2 separate regions of the Mus musculus genome follow, and region 1 is linked to region 2. Evidence: chromatin contacts called from public promoter capture Hi-C data. All regions are on one chromosome and are shown on one strand. Each heading gives the region's core, a stretch centred on a gene start, on an enhancer-like site or on the middle of the called end of the contact. The rest is flanking DNA. Distances are from core to core; before and after follow the strand shown. Region 1 has its middle 37 kb from the start of Gm22628. Region 2 holds the start of Inhba (inhibin beta-A).

What was found. Promoter capture Hi-C pulls out the DNA fragments that hold promoters and counts their contacts.
Region 1: a promoter capture Hi-C map of second pharyngeal arch cranial neural crest shows a contact between it and region 2, with 2.6 times the contacts expected there. The contact joins the enhancer-like site here to the promoter of Inhba in region 2. A contact is called at or near these places in 8 of 39 promoter capture datasets (the 3T3-L1 cell line, 3T3-L1-derived adipocytes, cranial neural crest and 5 more), 6 of 484 Hi-C or Micro-C datasets (the HL-1 cell line, embryonic stem cells and liver) and 1 of 9 other capture datasets (pancreatic islet).

What each region holds. Positions count from the first base shown.
Region 1 is chr13:16,075,221-16,081,816 of GRCm38.p6, forward strand. No RefSeq gene overlaps it. Among named protein-coding and RNA genes, the nearest start is that of Gm22628, 37 kb to the left of the region's middle. Within about 2 kb of position 5,156, at least 3 of the 459 cell types and tissues checked have an H3K27ac peak or open chromatin away from gene starts, as enhancers often do. A contact at or near this core is called in second pharyngeal arch cranial neural crest, where this site is marked.
Region 2 is chr13:16,007,312-16,013,930 of GRCm38.p6, forward strand. Inhba (inhibin beta-A) reads left to right here and starts at 4,540. Exons shown (of 5, transcript NM_008380.2): 1 at 4,540-4,779; 2 at 4,889-5,075. It also overlaps the pseudogene B230303A05Rik.

The DNA of each region.
Region 1 (6,596 bases), core at 3,906-6,405, 69 kb after region 2:
CAAATCTCTCTCTCTCTCCCTCTGTTTCTTTCCTCTCTCCACCCTCCCTTCCTCCTTGCCTCCATCTCTCCACTGACTCTCCCTTTCCCATTTATTTTCATCAATGGTTGTTGTAAATCGGGTACTTAAAATCCTGTTGGTTGTTACTGAATATTAAAATTTTCAAAACTAAATTTCTTACAAGATGAAATAAGGTAAATTACAGTTGATAAAGTTAATCTGGAATAATAGTAACTGAGTAATTGCTGATCTTCTCTGTCTGGTATTTCCTTTCACTTACTTCTTTTGGTCTCAGTCACAGTATGTAACAGAAAAACAAATAAGAAAGCAAATTGTAGGAGTTTTTCTTTTTGCTTCCATAGAAAACTTGCTTGCAAATGTAGGCAGCTTAGGAGTTGCTTCTAGTATATTCCATCATGTACCACTGAGCTTTGGCCGCTCGCTGTGTTTGGAAGTTGTTGAGGGGGAGCAGGTTCACCATTGACGTTTCACTGTGAGCAGAGCCCTGAGTTATCGTGATGCTGCCTCTTGTTATGACAGGAGTCTCTGTAGACAGAGAAACCACACCTTGTGGCTTAGAGAGAATCCAACTCCAATGCTCTTCTGGGCAGCCTGATTTTCCTCATCTGTGAACATACCCTTGAAGTTGAAACTGCCATGGTGATTTTATTTTCCTCCCACACCACAACCTGAGTGTGGTATGCTGTTAAGTAGGCACCCTTCAGGATTTTCACTTGAAAGATAAATCCTTGGTCAAAATTGTCTTTGCCTGCATGGCTTTTTCTTTCTAATTTGTTTTCCCCACAGGGAAAGAATGTGTAATGCTGGTGCTCCATTGCATGTTTCTGGTCAAATGGAAGACCACAGTCTTTATCCATGTTTAAGTCTGGGAGGAAAAATACTAAAACAAATCTAGTAAAAATTCTTCCCTAAACTACTTAGATTTGTGGCTAGTACCCTCCTGAAAGAATAATGAAGTTGTTCATTAAGTGTTTGGTATGCTGCTAGAAACCGGCTCTGGTTCCATGGCATGGCTATGTGGGTAAAGAAAAAGCTACAGACCCCTGCCAGAAAACAGGCGTGACTGACCTTTCCCATGAGCAGATGTGCCAGCTGCTGACATCCCCGCCCAACTGTCTGCCCCAGTTTCAAAAATGACACCATTCAAGTTAGATTCCTTTGGGTTTGGAAGGCCTTATAGGCTACCAGAATTCCATATTACCTTGTCTGTGCCATAACTGTTGCTTTGCATGCACCCATGTAATTATTGAGTTCATCAGAAGCTAATGAATGATATTTAGTTTTCTGAAATTATGGATGTGGTGCTATTTTTTTTATGGTGATGATTCTGGGTTTGTTGTTATATAGTTATGCACAGATTTCGAAATACACTTCACTACAGGGCAAAACCTTAACTCCTTTTTACTGTTTGTACTGAAGCTTTCATAAGAGTATACATGGAGTGATTATCGAACTCTATAGATTAAGGCAAAGCACTCGACACTAATTATTATGTACACATTGGAGCGTACTAAAATTCCTTAAAATTACAGAGCTCATTCTGATTTGTAGAAACATTTGCCCAGTTTTGTTTTGCATGGTGAATTTTATTTCCAATTCCAATGGAAATATTTGAACTTCCATTGATAGACTTCTAAGTGTCACCCTGTGCACAGACACATTAGAGAGCCCTTAAAGCAGAAACAGAATGAAATAAACAAAATATCAGCTTCAAACAGAGTTCTATTTTTGTGGAGTTGCTGGTACAGAAGCAAAATCTAGCTTTGCCAGAACACGGCATTTGTGTGTATTTTAATTCTCCAGTTTGATTTTTGCTAGGTATTTGTAGTATATTGCATTCCCACCAGGTGTCATAGTAAAAAATATAGACAACTAATCTTTGAAATGGAAAGATCCATCTTTCATCCTTTTGTCCTTTTAGCAATGTTTTATGCTTTTACCCATTAGAGACTAGTGCTGGTGACCTACTTAGACATTTGGGATGTGTTATAGAATGAATGCCAACTGCCTTGCTGACAAAGCCAGAAGACATATGACTCCAAAAGCACTATTGGTGGTAGCGGGCATACAAAATATGCTTTATCAAAGTGTGCTCTCCAGAGTAAGCGAGTTTTGTGGATTCCCAGACTGTAAGACTATTCTCTTTTGAATGTTATCTACAGTTCAGAGAAAATTCAGCTACAGCTGAAACCCTGAGTTCACTCAGGAAATGTGGCAGTAAGATGTGAGACATGTTGCTGGTCCCGAGCCAGGTTCATAGGCAGAGGAACACCAGCAACTTAAAGGTTGGAAATGTGGTTTCCATAAGAATGTTCTCAAGGAAATATGTGTGTTGTGGATAATTGAAATCTATGTGGAGTTTTGAACCGACCTTGACAAAGCCCTAGAATAATATCTAAGTACCACATAATATAAAAACAATGAATGTCGTTAAATTCCTCCATCCTTCCTAGGCTTACTTCTTCTGTGTTCAGTGTCACAGACAACCAAATGACATGGTTTGCTTGACTGCCTTCTATTCTTGATTTTTTTTCAGCTTGAGAGATGAAATAAGACAAATTATTATATAAATATTTTTAAAACGAATCATTTTTTAACCATTCAGTACCTTTAAAATATACATACATCACATATGTTCTTTTACATGCGTTCTTTCCTTATAAAACAAAATCAACAATCTTTTTCTAAAAACTCTCAGTTCAAGTCACACACAGGGTAGCAGAAATTTCTGCCTTCAGAAGATGATATGTCATAATGGATGCTTTATTATGCACAGTTCTAATAAATACAAAGACAGGAGCTCAAAAAGCAAAAGAGACAAAACAAGTAATTTGGGGAATATTTGCAAAGCAGGTCAAGTGGTCTTTCCAGGCTGGTTTGGGCACAGTGTGGCCTTCGCCAGCTTGCTTGCCATTTTCTTTGGTATATATATGATTATAGCTCAAAGCCCCTTTTTTTGTTATTTGTGGGAGGGACGTAATCAGATTGTAGCTTTAGAACAATTAGATGTGTTGAACCTCAGAAAACCTCAGACAGTGAGATTCGTTTCTCTATAAGTATTCAAAGGTTTATGGACATGAAGCTCATCTGAACTCTCTAAACCTGTGGAGTCCGCCAAGTTGGCTGGAAGAACTGACAAGTTTGGGCTTTTTCCCAAGCCTTCCATCACTTTCACTCTGATTCCTGCCAGAAGTCAAACAAGAAAAAGCCTTTCTTGTCGTGTTTTGACACCTCCTGCTCTAGTGCCTGCTGTAAACTCTACATCCAAACATTACAGCAGATCAACTGAGCATTGAGAATATACACGGGCAAAGGTTCAGAGGGTGGCTGAGAGTCTGAGAAAGGGCCACTCAGCCTCATGTAAATAATGTGCTCCTAGAGTAAATGAAAGAGTGACTGATCCAGCTCTAGCTCTGCTGCCTGGGCCCTCTTCCGTGAGCTGGATGTCTTCAGTAGCACAGCACTGCACATACGACCTGTTTAATAGGCATTCTCTAGGACCACCCAAAATGACACCTTTAGCTGAAAATTTCCTTCAGAAAATTTCCAAGAAAAGGAAAAGGAAGACTCATCTAGCAAGTTTCTTGGGTCTAAATGCATATCTTTCTGCAGAAGTTCAATTTAACTGTTTTAATTCAACTTTGTTGTCTATATAATAGAATTTCTTCCTGTGTGCTTCCCTCTCCCATTTAGCATTTAACACTAATTTGTCTCTTTTGATAAATTAACCTGTAGTATGTGGCTCATATGTCAGTAAATAAGCAAGGCATATATAGCTACAAGCTGACTCCACTCCCCAAAATATTGCATGCAATTTTAATATTATTTTAATTGTGGTAAAAAATAGCACCCCAGTCTTGCTTAGGCTATTCAACACCAATGCAGTGCACATTTAGTTTAGATATTATATTCAGTGTTTTGAAAACTGTAGGCTATAATTGACATGCTCGCAGAATCAGTGCAATAACCTATAGTAGGATAAACGGTATCAGTGGCCTTATACTGCACAAGTAGCTAGGGTTTGGTCATTTTGCTTTATAAAGGTGTCTATGTGTGCAAGTATCCCAGTCAATGTAAAATGTTTCTTCCCATGGATGATAGGAAAAAAACTTGACAGTAATCAATTTAGCTATGGGAGTGATAACTTTGAGATAACAATAATTGATGTTCGATGAGAAAAATATCCAGGTTGGCACTCCATGTTGGGACTAAGGGCTTTCTAAGAAGTTGGTCCTGCTTGCTCTCTCACCAAGGTAGGGAAGTCTTGCATAATGCATCCCTGGGATCCTGAACATAACACCTGCTAGTACTGCAAGCTAAGCAATCTTTGTTCCTTATAAATTTCCTAATTTATAGCAATATATTACAGCTATGGAAATGACCTAGACACTTCCCGTTTCCCTCCTGTTCCATACAAGCATCCTTGGAACTTGGGAATCAGCTGAGACTAGAAGAAGAAAAATCAAATCAAATTTTGCCATGTACTCTCTATGTATACTTAGACAATATATTTTGCTTTGATTTCCTCACTTTTACAGTGGGAGAAGCAGTGACTTTGAATCAATATTATGGAGTCTGGTGCTACCTTATAGAAATATAGACGTCACTTTCTTCTACCTTAGGGTACTGTGTAGATATCCCTACCAGCACTCATCTAGGTTGGCTCATTTATTGTCTGCTTACTTATGTCCTATAATTGAAGTTCTTGGAGATCAGAAATGTCTTCCACCCATTTTTTGTCTTTTCAATAATATCTAACACATTTATAGGCTTATAGTGGGTATTCTGTCAGTGTAGAAGAGTGGACATGATGTAATAACCTAACACAGGAATCACTTACTGGAGCCTATTATCTACCCTTTTGTATTTCTAGCAATAATGCTATGAGGTTTAGTTCTTGCTGTCTCCATCTCCAATATGAGATAACCAATTCTTACTCTTTAATTAATTTGCCCAAGGGTACAAATATCTGAAACAATGGAGCTGGACTGTGCAGCCAGTTAGGTCATTGAATAAGCGTCAAGCTATAGGCCACACCTCTGACTGGAATTTTCTTATTTTGGGGTAAGTCCTTGGTCAATCCTGATGCTATTTCCATGGTTCCCCACTCTACATACAAAACAATCCTTCTGGACAGGCACAAACATCTGGCCAATGGGAACTGGACAAGGCTCCATCTGGAAGCTATCAGCACCTCTCATGGGTCAGCTGCAAGGGATTTTATTTCAAATGACCCAATACATTTCCTCTGCTTCCCATTCACAGACAGATTCGTTGGCTACAGTGTTTTGATAGATTAGGGGTAAAGGTCTATTCTAATGGCAACTTAATTTCAAGTTAGTGGGTCCCCAAATGCCATTTTCTCTTGTCAAAGACTGTGGTTCCCTTTTCCAGCCACATCTCTTTCTGAGGCCTCCATATAGCTCACGTTGGTCTGCACCATGCAAAGATTCTATTTTTTATATTCACTTAAACAATACTAAAGAAGATTGCCTCCTTAGAAACCACTTTTCTACTTTAAAGATTAAGAATTTGATGGTAAATGCCCATTCTCCTTCCTACAAACTGACTGTGGGACTGAGCAGTATAGAGCCAGTGGCTGTCTTGCTCCTTTGGTAAGTCCTGTTACTCACAGGCTCACATTTCACACCCTCTTAAGGGCAAAGGGAAGGTTTAGGTAGGAGGGTTTAGGTAGTAACACAGGAAATTCTTTGATTCTTATTTTTCTTTCACAACTCAAGGTTATAAGTTTAGTCAGATAATCTCAGCTGAGGGCTTAATAAAACATTCTTGGATCTTTCTCTTGAAGAATTAAAAAAAATCATCAGGGCCAGCAATGTGGATTAAGGGGTAAAGACACTTGCTAGTCAGACTGTCGACCTGATTTGGATTCCCAGAAGCTACCTGGTAAAGGGAAAAGCTAACTTCTACAAGATGCTCTCTGGCTTCACATTTGTGACTTAGCACATGAGTGGATACACACACTGATCCTCACTTGTATGCACACATGCACATACGCACTCACATACACTCACACAACAAATGAGAGTTTTGGTTAAAAAGTACATACATTTCTCGCTGCCCTTTCACCAGCAAAACTTAACTTGATACTCACATTTCAGTATTCAGAAACAAGACATTAATTTCTGGAGCCAGGATAACTGAATCAATGCATCAATAAAGCAGATGACTTTTCTAAGCAGCCAGAGATAATCTTCAGAAACCTGAAAACTTCTGATGTAATAGGAAAGGAGAAATACTTTAAGGCCCAGGCATTCCATCCTTGTAGCTGTTATAGTTCCAACGCATGATTCTTTTTCCATATGTTTTTTTCCCTCCTAAGCAAAGTATCAAGCATTTCTGAAAACTAAAATTTGCTAACTTTTCTATACATCCATACATAAAACCATGTGTTTGGTCACCCAAATATCAAGTTCTAAAAGTAGTTTATCTGACCCCCCCCAAAAAATCGCATATTTAAAAAATACACTTGTATATTTGAATTTAATTGGTCCTTGGAAAATCTGTAGTAGTCTATACACACAACAATAAGTCTACTTTAAATTGTCTTTTAA
Region 2 (6,619 bases), core at 3,290-5,789:
ACTACTGATAACAGGGATGTTTTCAGAAGTCCTCAAGTCTGAAAATACTGAGTTTAACCCCACACAGTCTCACTTCAACAACCCATGTAACAACCCATGTTTTCCACTCTCCCAGTGGAATCTTCACATTTTGGAGCTCAGATGTGCAGAATGCAATACCTAGGTAGGTCACCTTGAAGACATGCCAGAACTGTCTTCTGCAGTAGGATGCTGCCACTGGGGTCTGAGTGAAGCAGAAGTCTGTCCTCTTCAGAAACTGCCTCCCCCTCTAGCCCAGGAAGAGGCTGTTCTGGGGATATTCTTTTCTGGAATAAGGTCCCTTACTGAGACTTGGCTCTTGCATACCTTCATCTGAAAACCTAACTCTTCCCTGGGAGCGTGAATCGAAGGTTAGGGATGACTGCTCGGGGTGGGGGTGGGGGCTGGGGGGTGGGGGAAAGTGTGAAATGGTAATCACTTTCATATGACACTTGAGAAATATTATAATAAAGCTGAGTAAACTGGAGCATGAGTTAGCCAGTCCTTTGCCTAATGATGTCACTCACTTTGTGCTTCCTCCAGCCTATGATTAATAAAAGGGGGTTATTACAGTAACTCACTCCTAGTGGGCAGCAGTGACGTCAGCAGCAGCTGAGCAAACTGACTACATTTAGTTGTGCGTGTGTATGTGGGCATTTTTTTTTCCCTGTGACTAACATGAAGCTAACGGCATCTAATAAAACAAAAGTGTCTTGAAAGTTAAGGAAGTTATTGAGTGAACTCTTCTCTGCAGGGAGCGCCATTTTAATTGTCCTCCTTTCATAGCTAAATGATGCTAGCATTGGCTAAAATGACATTATTGGTTTTCCAGTCGTTTCATTAAAGTGATCACAAATGGTCTTTGAGAGATGAGATTTTTGCTTTTAATAGAACAACTGTTCTTCCATCCATCATTCTAGCCCACCTTTCAGGAGTGAGTAAATGCTACAACAGGGGACTGTGACTATAAGTTGTCCTTGGAAAGCTTTAGATTACAGAGTTTAGTGACACCAGCTAACCTACACAAGATTGTTGTATATTTTTACCCTTTGGTTCCCCAAACCAATGTGATGAATGCTGACAGAATCCTGCTTGCTGACCCACCTTTGAAAATCTGACCTTCTAGAGGTTAGACTTTGGGCACCTGGAAATCTTTATTGACCAGGCTGGGCTGCTGCCAGAACATGGACAGAAGAGGTCACAGTGCAGTGAAGAACAGCACCCAAGCTAGTGTGGCTTAGACGTGTCTGAGAGCTGATCCCACAGGACACACAACCTTTGGACTTTATCTGGACATGCAGGAGGTAGCAGCTCTCTGACTTAAAACAACACACAGAGACACACAGACACACACAAAGACACACATGTGTGTGTGTGTGTGTGTGAGAGAGAGAGAGAGAGAGAGAGAGAGAGAGAGAGAGAGACTGGACAGCTTCAAGCTTTTTGTTGGCTTTCGCTTTTTGGATCTATAATTGGACAACAGGTTGTAGAGGTATCTTTGTGGATAAGCAAAACTGGATTAGAATCAAAGCCTCTGCTCTCTTATCAATTTAGTGGAATCTACACACTAAATCTCTGTGTCCTCAAGCCAGGAATATGGGACTTGTTATCCTAGAGGTTCCAGGTAAGGAAAAGTATAGCGGCACTCTGTTCTATATTCCTTTGAAAATGTTTTCCATAGTCTTTTAGGGGAAATAAGTCAATTTCTGTAGCAGATGTTTCCTGATTAGGTTTTAACTGAGTTACAAAATTAATGAACATATGCATGTTGGTCAGAACTTTCAGAAGGCATATTTATATAGTTTCTCTATAGGTCACAAGTGATTATTGAGGCTTTGTATGTGCTAGCCATTCTTGGGAAGAAATCCAGGCATTTATGAATCATTTGGGAGTTGATTGAAGCTTTTGGTTCTAAAATGACCATTTACCTGAGTAGACTATGATTCATATCTTGGAGGAGATGACATGGCGTCATGATGTCTAAGACAGTCCTTTCATGGCTCTGTCCATTGACAAATGAACTCTGACTTACTCTCTCCTTTCTGGGTGACCTGAGCCACTGAGACGCTAAGCCATGAACTTGGGACAGTAGCCCTTGTCTCCTGAACAGTATTCATACCTAAGCTGGCTTGTTGTAGGCTGTTTCTGTCTTTGATATTTATCGTTTGTTGTTGATGACACCTTTTCTGTGTCTGTCACAATCATATCTGGCTCTTCTCATAGGAACAGCACCTGGAGGGCCACAGCCTTCCTTCCACTTTCTTATGAGAAGGGCACTTGCAGGATCATTTGTTGCTTGGAGTGAACGTTATGATTTAGGCAAGAACTCTGTTTTATTTCTTTGGATATTAATATTATGTCATTACCTTGAGTACTAGGCAATAAAAATAAAAACTATTAGCTTTCTCTCTTTCTCTCTTTTTAAGTTAAGTATGGCTATCTCATATTTGCAAAATTTACTTTGGGGAATTCACTGTTGCATTGATGGAGCTGTTACTAAACGGCTAAAGTGAAGAACCCAGTTCTTCATTTACTTTTTCTCAGTGAGTCCATTATCTTCGAAGACATTGGGTATGAGTCAGCCCATCAAGATTTGTTTCTTGCCACCACAACTGCCCTTGGTTTAACCCAAAAACTGGCTGAGAATGTGCTGAGGGCATATGAGAATGTGGGTGGGGATTGCAAGGCTGCTATTTGTTGCCTGATATGAGTTTCTACTCATTGGGTACCATGCATGCATGAGGAAGCAGGGTCACTTCAATCACTAATACTTTGCATAATTGGATTCTTTTCCAGTGTTATAGTCTGGGTTTCCAAGTTCTCTTGCAGCACAGATGGAAAGGGAATTGGGTGAAATCTTAAAATCATGACTCTAACTCAGGGCTTCTCACTGTATAATCATTGCTAATTTTTCTAGCGTGGGCACCATCCTGTGCTGTGCATTGTAGGAGAGCTCTTAGCATTGGCCTCTGTTCAGTAGATGCCAGTGGCACCTCCTTCCTGGTTATGACAGCTGAACGCATTGTCAGATGTCCCGGAGAGAGAAACCAGTTCAGCTGAGAACCGCTGTTCTGGAGTGAACAACAACGCTTTACTTACGGAATTTTTCCTTCTTTTTCTTTTCCCATTTTTTAACTGTAGCATCTGGGGCCACTGTTCAGATGACAGTCTTCAATATCCTGAAGGCAGGTCCTCATAGACAGCATGAGGCCTGAAGGGATACTCAGGTGGTTCTGAGAAAAAATGTGAGTCTTAGGAATCAGGGAGTTTGGGGTTAACCGTCTCTTATTTGTTGTTTTGGATACAGTTCAGAGCAATGTGAATGCCCCCCTTTCCAGTTCGGTTTTGAACTATTCATTCTTGTTCTAGCTTAGAAGCACACAGCCCCCTAGTTGGATTTTTGACTGCAAAGTGCCGCTCCATCTCTGGCCCAAATCCTGGTATCTAACATTTGGCCCAAACTAGTTGCAGGCTGTGGCCTGTAGGAAACAGACAGGTTTGCCAACCCCATACTCTACCAAAGCCGTTTGATGGGATGGTTAGACAGGGACTTCCACAGTTTACTGCAGCAAATATCATTCAGAGTCCTGCCCATGTTTTCTGGATGTTGTGCTGTCTCTTGTGGGGGAGAGGGTAACCCTAACCAAGGAGGCCAGGTCTTCCCCCCCCCCCCACCACCCCTTAAGCCCAGAACAACACGTAGCTGATGAGAACACCTCAAAGGTTCTTTTCATTTTTATAGTCACGTTTCATGTTTACTTTCCCAGCAAGGCAGGCAGAAATCATGAATTTTTTTTTTTGAAACAGATTTTTCATAGGAAGGAACCAAACACCCTGAGTTATCAGCAGCTTGTCTGTGCCTCTGAACCACCAGCCTCCTGTCATTCAGTTGAATCAGAGGACACTTGTCAGTCACCTGCTTAAGGTGTCCACATTCTCTGGCTTGCATGTTTCACTGAATCACAGGATCTGTGAGCAGCAGCTAACCACAGAGTCAGAGTCGTGGAAAACGGCTTCCTTTCCAAGCCTGTCTCCTTGCTTCAGGGATAGTGAGGGAAGAGCGATTAATAGCCTGCATGAAAGCTTAAGGACATACGGTTTGCTTGAGAGGAAAAGTGAATATTCTCACGACTTGATCTCTGCCAACTTTATATGGGCCCAGCTGCTGCACAGGGCAAACACACTAGTCCAGAGTTAGCTATGCCCCTAAGATGTGTGTCACCACAAGCCACCGGCCAGCACTGAAACGCAGGTTTCCCTCATCCACACAAAGGAGCTCTATCCTCAAAGGAACTTTGTTTCTTGACCAGCTCACTAATTGTGATTGAAAACACCAGCTCCCCAGCAATGCTCACGCATCCGAGTTAGCAGAAACAAGACAGGCCCTAATTGCTCCATTTACATAAAAGTAGAAACATACAACTTCTAAATATAAATCTCTGGCACATCTCTTCTTTTGCAATTACAGTAAAATAAGGTACCAGTTTCCCTCCGGGCTCCTCCTCACAGCAAGCTGCTCCCGGGGTTCGCTAGTGGCTGCTCCTCCAGGCAGCACCGGGCCAGCGTGGAGTTGGAGCTTTGTGAAGTAGCCAGTAAATCAGAACGCCTCCGCTAGGTGCAGAGCGCGGTGGCAGCGGGCCACTCTGCCAGTGCGGTAGTCGGTGGGACCGAACTCTACACTCGGGAAGGGGCAGTCTGCGGGTGCGGGGCCTGAGCTGCCGCTCGCCTCCGTTGGCCAGGAGACCGGCAGCCCCACTGCAGGTCCTGGTCCCTGACATTCCCTGGCACCGAGGGCTGGGATCAGAGATTCCCGGCTGCACTCACTGAACAGTGATTTTTTTTTTTTCTTTCCCCTCCCTGAATTCTTTAGCTGCCAAAAGGGGGGGAAAAATCAAGAGCTGCGCTTTTAAACGAAGTTGCCCTTGCTGGTGTTCAGGGTAAAAATAGAGGCGGCCGCTTGGACCAGCTTGGCCCCTGAGTCCAGGCGTCCCGCGAGCCGGGCTGGAGCTGCGCATTCGGGAGTGATCCCTGGAAACTGCCAGCAGGTGCTGCTCAAGGTACGGTGGCAAGCTGAAAAGGGACAGGGCCTGGGTGCAGGGAGTCTCCGCGGGAGGGGCAGGAAGTGAAAGAGAAACCAACCCCGCTCAGAGCTGCGCTGACCAGCGCACGCCCTGGGCCCTGGAATTCAGCTGGGAAACGCTGATCCTCAGCCCAGAATATTCCACAGAAGCATTTTAACCTACCTGCTTCCTCCACCACCCCCACCTGGATTTCCATGGAGGAGAGGAGGCTTTCCCAAAGTGGTTCCAGCTCTGAGGTTGGGGGAGATTCAGCTACGTCATAGCTGCTAGACTGGCTTAGCAGGTTGGCACTTTCAGGGTGTCAAAGGCCAACAGGGTCTCAGAGTGACCCTGTGTGAGGCGGCCCCTGCAGTCAGGGTCTTGAACATTCTTATGACACACATGCTTAAGAAACTACAGGGATGCTCCGAAATAACATTCTTTTGTGACCACTGAGTTTTGATCCTGAAATTATACATCCCACTTTATAGATGGAAACACTGAGGCTTGAGTTTAAATTAGGAGGGCGCCCCGGAGCTGGGGTCTGATTCGGGCACTTTTCTGTGCCAAGCCAGTCTACAATCTACATTCGGGTGCAAGTGGGACTTTCCCTGAAGTTATGTGTGAGGCAAGAAATGAGTTTAGATGCTCAGGGATTCTTATCAAACAGCATGGAAGTGCCTCTCTTCCAAAGGTTTATGTTCACCCCGGGGTTGGGGTTGGAATGGAAATGACTATCACTGATTATCTTTCTGTCTTTGCCACCCATATTCCTGTCATTTTCCCCTGCAACTTTATTTCCTACTTCAGTTCTCTTATGCGGATCTTAGAATACTCCTTCCCCTTGCCCCTCCCCTTCCCCCACATATAGCTAGCATCCACACTTTGAAAGCCCTCAAGAGAGACCCTTTCACAGACAGCTCCTGGTGTCATAAAGAAACCTTCCCCACTTCACATCAGGAGACCAGAGCCTCTACAGTTTGCTTATGGGCACAGTGAAAAGTTTATTTTATGCATCTTAAATCCGGCACACGAAACAACATATCTGGTCATATGGCTTTCATTAGTCCCCAGTTTTGCACGTTTTATCCAACTTGTCATAAGAACCTGGTCAGTGCCTTAGCTGTACTTCGCCCCGAGAACAACAGCCCTTCTTCACTGTGCTTATCGGGGCATTCGTCTCTCTCTATGTTATCTCCCTGCCAGTGTGACCCAGGCAAAAGAAAACCCAAACCTAACTTTACTTCTATTTTAAGGAGAGTTCACTTCTTTTCATTAAACTCATATTTATAGTGTTTACAAATGATTGGACTTGAAGTTCTAGCTTTTAAAGAAAAGATGCAGGTGTGTGTGTGTGTGTGTGTGTGTGTGTGTGTGTGTGTTACTGTTGTTTTTGCTAGTTAGGATGGGACTCATCTAGGCAGGATACTTATGAAGTTCACTTGCAAAGGAAGACCATTTCCCAAGTCCGAGGTGATAAATGATGTATGAAGCAGGCATTCAATTTCAAGGTGTAAATTAATAGTGTGAGTCAAAGCAGG